Linked DNA regions of Mus musculus: region 1 is linked to region 2. Evidence: chromatin contacts called from public ChIA-PET data. All regions are on one chromosome and are shown on one strand. The core of a region is the stretch at or near the end of the contact, and the rest is flanking DNA. Distances in the headings are between cores, read along the strand shown. Region 1 has its middle 14 kb from the start of Dnah5. Region 2 has its middle 15 kb from the start of Gm31458.

The links. ChIA-PET counts read pairs in DNA pulled down with a chosen protein or histone mark.
Region 1: an RNA polymerase II ChIA-PET map of memory CD8 T cells shows a contact between it and region 2, with 30 read pairs. The contact joins two enhancer-like sites. A contact is called at or near these places in 19 of 484 Hi-C or Micro-C datasets (the C2C12 cell line, the HPC-7 cell line, LSK cells and 10 more), 3 of 115 datasets of contacts at active chromatin or transcription factors (bone marrow-derived macrophages, memory CD8 T cells and pancreatic cancer cells) and 1 of 9 other capture datasets (adipose tissue).

What each region holds. Positions count from the first base shown.
Region 1 is chr15:28,188,308-28,191,804 of GRCm38.p6, forward strand. It overlaps a transcript of Dnah5 not described here. Among named protein-coding and RNA genes, the nearest start is that of Dnah5, 14 kb to the right of the region's middle. Within about 2 kb of position 1,509, at least 48 of the 459 cell types and tissues checked have an H3K27ac peak or open chromatin away from gene starts, as enhancers often do. A contact at or near this core is called in memory CD8 T cells and pre-pro-B cells, where this site is marked.
Region 2 is chr15:28,079,372-28,082,967 of GRCm38.p6, forward strand. No RefSeq gene overlaps it. Among named protein-coding and RNA genes, the nearest start is that of Gm31458, 15 kb to the left of the region's middle. Within about 2 kb of position 1,955, at least 67 of the 459 cell types and tissues checked have an H3K27ac peak or open chromatin away from gene starts, as enhancers often do. A contact at or near this core is called in memory CD8 T cells and pre-pro-B cells, where this site is marked.

The DNA of each region.
Region 1 (3,497 bases), core at 259-2,758, 110 kb after region 2:
GAGTGAAGAAAAGAACACAACATGTAGTATCTCCGGATTAATCTCATTTTATTAACCTCCGAACATAAGACTTTATAGGGCATGAGATTGAAAGCCTGTAACTCTTGTAACTGGAATTCTAAAGATTTCTTCTTAAAAGGAGAAAGCCCGACAAAGCTGTCTGCTGATGGCGGGTACAGCGCTCTTTTCATGTGGGTTTATAGACCCATCATTAATAAAAGAACCTTCCCAACATGACACTCCTGTGCCAACAAACAGCATTCGACAGTTCTCTGAAAGGAAAGCCTGAAACTCAGGCTGGAAGGTAAGCAAGAGCAAGCTGAGGCTCATTACATTGAAATTCACTTTTGTGCTCAATTCAATTAATAAAACGCTACCTTTCATTCCTAATGCACTTGATAAGAAGAAAGAGTAACTACGTGTGTCTCTCAAGGCAATAAAGAATGGAGGAGTCAGTCTTGATGGCCATCTCATGCTGGAGGGAGAATGGGAAGCCCCCACCTTCTGTTTGGTAAGGGCTGCAGTAGGAAAGTGGCTTGTAGGAGGGGCTTGTAGGAGGGGCGGGACTTGGCCTTTCCATTCCTCGACATTTTCTTCCTTTATATGTCCCATATCTCTGTCACTGGTTATTTTATCCCAACAAATCAGACAGGAAACCAAGAAGAATGAGAACCGCAACGATCTGAGAGACACTGTCACAGGGATTGAAAGACGGGGATTGTTATTTAACAAAAAGGAATATCATGTTGACTTATACACAATGCAGGCAGTTTAAAAATGGTCATTCAGTGTGTATTTATTTCATGAGCTCTTGAGAAGTGCCAGGTGTTGTGTTAATGACAATATTTTAAAGTCACCTTTTTTTGTTGTTGTTTGTTTGTTTTAAACACTCATTAGGTTATATTTCTAAAATGCCATTATAGGGCTGGGGATACGCCTGAGTTGGCAAAGCGCTTGCCTACAGTGCACGAAGTTCCGGGTTTGATTCCCAGCACTGCACGCTTCAGGCATGTTGGTGCGTGTCAGTAGCTCCAGCACTCAGGACACAGAGGCAGGGGGGGTCAGAAGTTCAAGATCACCTTCAGTTACCTCTCGAGTTTCAGGTCAACTTTAAGCTCTAGGACTTCATGTCTAAAAAATACCCCAAAAACCAAAAACCAAAAACCAAAAAACCCAAAAAACAAAAACCACCCCAAACCAAAAACAAAAACAACCCCCCAAAACAAAACAAAAAACAAAAATCCAACCAAAACAACAAAACAACAACAAAAACCCAAACCCACTATTATTCACTATGAAAACTATTACACGCAAGATCAGACTCAAGGAACAGCTAACGCGCGTGCAACTTCAGAGGGAAGCTGTAAGATTCTGAAGAGACCCCATAAAAGAAAGGATGTAGAGAGGTTTCTGAGACTTGAATGAGGCGTGAGCATCAGAGAGAGTGCGGTAGGTAGGCAGACGCTGACAAAGCTGCGAGGACAAAGCACCTGTATCCTTATTGGCCAGAGTGGGTGCCTGTAGTGTGAGCCGGTGTGGTGTAGCACGCCTGCGGTCACCTGCGGAGTCATCACAGTTCCTTAAAGTCACCCTTTCCTGTAAACGTCGAGTGGTTTCACAAAGCGGCAGATTCAAGCCTGTGTTTTAGGGAAGGGGAAGGAAATGGAGAATCAGAGAGAAACCATTTTCTCCCAGGCCTTTCTGGTTCAGGCTTAGAGCGCCCTCTTGATCACACACTTTCTTCCAAACTGAAGGCAACTTTTCACAGACTGCGTCTCATTTTTAATTTCCCCCTTAAGTTCTCAGACTTGCTACCGCGCCTCCTCATTTACATGATTTAGCTCGGTTTCGGAACTGAATTTTAACAGATGTTATTATATTCGAAACAGTAACTCTTCAAGCATTTTAAGGGTAGGTTTTGAGTATTTTGCTTCACGAGGTTCATGTGTGATCTTTGATCTCCTTCCCCCCTCCCCCTCCCCTTCCTCTCCCCCTCCCTCTCCCCTTCCTCTCCCCCTCCCCATCCCTTTCCCCTTCCTCTCCCCTCCCCCTTTCTCTCCCCCTCCCCTCCCCCTTTCTCCCTCCCCCTCCCTTTCCCCCCTTCCTCTCCCCTCCCCCCTTCTCTCCTTCTCCCCTCTCCCCCTCCCCCCTCTCCCCTCCCCCTCCCCCTCCCTCTCCCCTGTGTTGGAAGGTGGGTGAGTAATGAATGAATCCAGGGAACATCTTCTTTTCTCTGTTGTAAGCTTGTGCAGGCAGCAAGTTGTCCTATATTGGAATAACATCCTTAACGTGGCATAAAATCTCACTGAGTGCATTCATGTTGGTGGCCTTTGGTGAGATTAATGAGCTTCAGTAAACACTTTTCTTAAAATACATTAATATTCTATCAAAATCATACCTGTAGTCTTTTAACGAGAAATGTCCACCACAAGCACGTGCATTTGAACACTTGATCCACAGCTAGTGATGCTGTTTGGGGAGGGGGCGGCGTAGCCATGATGGAGGAAGCACACCACTAGGGGTAGGTTTCACGCCGTTTTCAGTTTGCTTGCTCTGCTCTGTGCTCATGGTTGCTATAAGATCTCTGCCCTTCCCAGTCACCACACAGATGCTTGCTGCCCTGCTACCCTGATCTTCCTGACACAGTTACCATGCAGACGCTTGCTGCCACGCTGCCCTGACACACCAGATCCATACCCTTCTGGAACCATGAACATCAATACACTTTTCTTCCATAAGTTGGTTTGCTCACGACAATTTAGCACAGCAGTAGAAAAGTACTAATGCTTGAAAGACGAACTTAACCTGGAATCATCTTAGACTATATTAAGAGCTATGGTTACCTAAAAAAGGAATCATACCACAAAGTTGGAGAGCTTCGGAGTCATATCCGAAACCTTCCCTATGTCCCCTGCATTTTTCTATTTTTATTATTTTATTTTCTGATATATTAAAACTTATTTTTACTTATTAGGTTTGTCCTTGGACATTTTTTTTCACACGTACACAATGCACAGTGACTCCCCGTACCTTGCACTTCCTTCCTACCCCAGTTCAGAGCTCTCCTGAATCCCTTTCCTGTTCCTATATACTCATTTTGTTTGGTGATCTGCTGAGATTAACCAGGGACATCCGTGTGACCACGGGTTGGGAAAAATCTCTTGGAACCTGATGGCTCAGCAGTGGGCCCACAACCAGAGACACTAATCCCATGTCTCAGAATATATTAGGAGCCAGTGGTTGAGATATGAAGGATAGGGCCCTGTGAGCTTCTCCACCTCCGTTGACTGATGGTTGATAGTGTTAGTCTTGTGTGGGTCAAATGCAGCTAACTCTAGTTGTGACGATTGCAACAGTCATACCAACGCTGTGGTAGAAAAAGCTGCCCTTCTCTGCTTTCTGGTAGTATACGATTTTAAGATGAAAAACGATTTGAATCCATTGTTCCGAACAATTTTATATCAATTACTACTCTATTGTAAGGGCTACATTTGAAA
Region 2 (3,596 bases), core at 705-3,204:
TGTGGTTTGTGTCTGAAATCTAGAAGAAGGTGTTAGATCCTCTGGTGCTGGGTTACAGGTACATGTGAGCTGCCCAGTGTGGGCATGGGGGACTGAGCTCAACTCCTCTGAAAGAACATTGCGTGTTCTCCACTGCTGCAGTCATCTCTCCATTCAAGCCATCTTTCCATTCAAGTTCATCTACTCAGAAAATACTTACTGAGACTATATGTAATAGTAAAGTAATTTTAAGAAATTACTGGAGATGGACTGTTCTGTAGAATAATTTTTTTTCTCACCCTTAGATGACATTGAATTTCACTTCCCTTTTCTCTCAGTGTGAGTTATAAACAATTTATACTTCTTATGGAGTTAAATTAATGTATTACGACCAATGAGGGTGGCATTTCACATCTTTAATTGAGGTATGGAAGATATCTTCCATTTAATAAACTCGAGGCATTGGTGATGACCATTTAAGCCATCAGCTCTCAGGTTATAGGGATGGATATATAACATATCATTCTATGTGTTGTAAAGTCACCTTTAGAAAAGTGGTAATGTAGAATATAAAAGTAAAAAAATAATACTTTTAACATTGAGTAATATCTTTTGAATGTTTGGGATCAGACTAAGTGTATATATATATATTTGGTTTTTCGAGACAGGGTTTCTCTGTATAGCCCTGGAACTCACTTTGTAGACCAGGCTGGCCTTGAACTCAGAAATCTGCCTGCCTCTGCCTCCTGAGTGCTGGGGTTAAAGGTGTATTTCATGTGGTCTATAAGTGCCCTGCCATGAGTTATATTCCTAGCTCTGCCAAGTGCAGTTACTTTTGGGTGTTGGGGGAATGTAGTAGTTTGAGACAGCATCTCCTTGTGTAGCCCAGGCTAACCTCAAACTTAGGATTCTCCTGATTGAGCCTCTTGAGTGCTGGGGCCACAGGTTTATGTTACTATGTATAACCCTCAGGTGATCGTCAAAGTCTACCTCCTAAATGTTGAATTTAGAAGACTTTTGTCCTGGTATGTAAATACCTAGTGTCATGAATAAGGCTACGTATCATCCCTAATATACCAGAGAGACTTTATTATGTCCAATATTCTTTCAGAAAGGAGATAATGTCACTTAAATTAAGTGGTAAGGAGATGATTGGAATTCTGGGAAAGGGAAGGCAGGACAGACAGACAAGCTACACCAGATCCAGTGGAGATCCTTTATCCTGAAGTCTCTAACTTTCTGGAAGAGGATGCTCCTCTAGTATTCCAGCCTTTCTTGCTAGAAGAATGGCCCATTCAGGGAAGTCATGCTCTTCTCACTGCTGAACAGAACAAGCCAAAGGAACCAGGACGCTCTTTCAGTTTGCCCAGTTGAGGTAAACTGGTTTGAATCTCCTTGGTCCATGACAATGGTGGCTTTCCCAACTTCCATGCATCTTTCCAAAGGGATGGGGTGGAAAAGGAGGAGGTGGCAGGTGTGCCTGGCCACTCCCATCGTTTTCTTTCTTTTTATTCCAGGCACCCAGTGGGCTCTTTTAGTGCAATAAAGTAAGTATCTTAGTTCATTTATGCCCCTATAACAGAACATCACTGTCTTATAAACATGCTAATACAAATTTATTGCTGGAAGCTCTGGAGGGTGCAAGTTCTAGGCTAGGGACACCAACAGTTTCAGTATTTGATAAAGCTCACTGTCATCTTCTTGCAATATGGAGCCTTGAAATTTGCCTGAACCTTTACATAACAAAAGGCAGAAGGGTAAGAGACAAGAGGGGGCCAAACGGATCCTGTCATAATGGTATTATCCCCACCTGTTATAGTTGAACACTCTTGGCCTAATTGGTTTTTTTGGTTACACTTCCTCATTCTGTTACAATTGCAATTAAATTCCAACACGGGGTTTGGAGATGACAAATGTTGAGATCATAGCATTAGGACAAAAGACTTCAAAGTCCTTGCCGGCTAGAGCCAGCGAGGGTCAGACATCACGTGAAGAAAGCTCTGAAACCACAGTTAGATGTGGTTTTCACGAATGAGTCAGCTGTGGAATGAGACAGTTCAGCTTGACTACTACGTCACTACCTGGCAGAGGATAAGAGGTCAGAAAACAGCAGCTACTCCGAGACAGACTTGTGGGTAGGGCATCCTGACACTTCAGATTGGTGGAGTGCAGCATCTTGTCACTTCCAAACCCTAACTCAGACACAGAAAATAATTTTCAAAGTGTTAAAGATAGCTAACTAGCCAATAAACACCAACATTACTAGACCAATCCAATAGCATTATTTATTGAAGTTTTAAAGTGTCTACAAATTCATGTCAGATACGTTCGTTTTTAGGTCAATATGGTTTAGTATAAGCAAAGCTCTATTATAGATATCCATTTCTATATTTTATTTATAACTACTATTTTGTGTCTTTAAAATATTTTATTTAAAATATTATGTGTATATGTGCAACTATCTCTTTCTCTCTGTGTGTTTGTGTGTGCACACACATATACATTAGTGGAATGCTCATGGAGTTCAGAAGGTGTCAGATCACATGGAGCTGCAATTCCAAGCCCTTACGAGCTCCCTGACGTGAATGCTCAGCACTGAACACGAGTCTTCTATAAGAGCAGGTTATATTATGTATCACAGAGTTACCTCGTCCGCCTTCTATTTCATATTTAGTTAGTCCATTGTGCTACTAGATATTATCACTAAAAAGTTTGATTTATAGTATCAATTGGTTTGCAGTTGAAAATCTCAAGTGAAGATAGTAGAACGAATTCTCCCTCATAGACCCATTTGTATGGCTCCTTTGATGTCAAAGACTTTGAAAATAATAAGCATACGGACTGGAGAGGTGACTTAGATGTCTTCTGGAAGACCAGGGTTCAATTTCCAGCTCCCACCTGGCACCTCAAAACTCTCTGCAATTCTAGTTCCAGGGGAATCTGACACCCTCACACAGACATACATTCCAGCAAAACACCAAGATAAATAAAATAAAGACAAACCAATCTTTAAAAATTACAAAAGTAAATAAGCAGTGTAATACCATAGCCATTGATGGATCGATGGTTTTAAAATTTTATTTTAGGCTTATTTATTTTATTACTTCATGTGTGTACATGTGTACCTGGTGTCTGCGGAGGTCAGAAGAGGACATTGGATTCTCTGGAACTAGAATTATAGATGGTTGTGAACCGCCATGTGGGTGTTGGGAAAAGAACCCAGGTCCTCTGCAAGAACAACAAATGCTTTTAACAGCTGCGTCAACCCTCCAGCTCTGCCAGTGTGTTTGATTCCAACAGGCCTTGTACCACTGTGGATGACTTAGGAATTTCCTGAGTTTTTCATCAGACAGTCATCTTGCTTTGCAGGGCAGTCTGCTGGTACACGTTGATGCCTTGCCACTTCTGATGCTATTATATTTTAGGTGTAAGAATGTCCCCCATTGGGTTTGAATATTTGATCTTCTGCTTTTGGGATTTTTTTTTTTTTTTTGAGAGGTTTCAGAGCCTTTGGGAGGTAGGGCCTCGCTGGAGGAGATGGATCTTTTTTGAGTTTGGGGTTAGAGTGGGCTTTGAGACTTAGCCTGGCCCTAATTCCTGTCTGAGCTGTTCTTTCT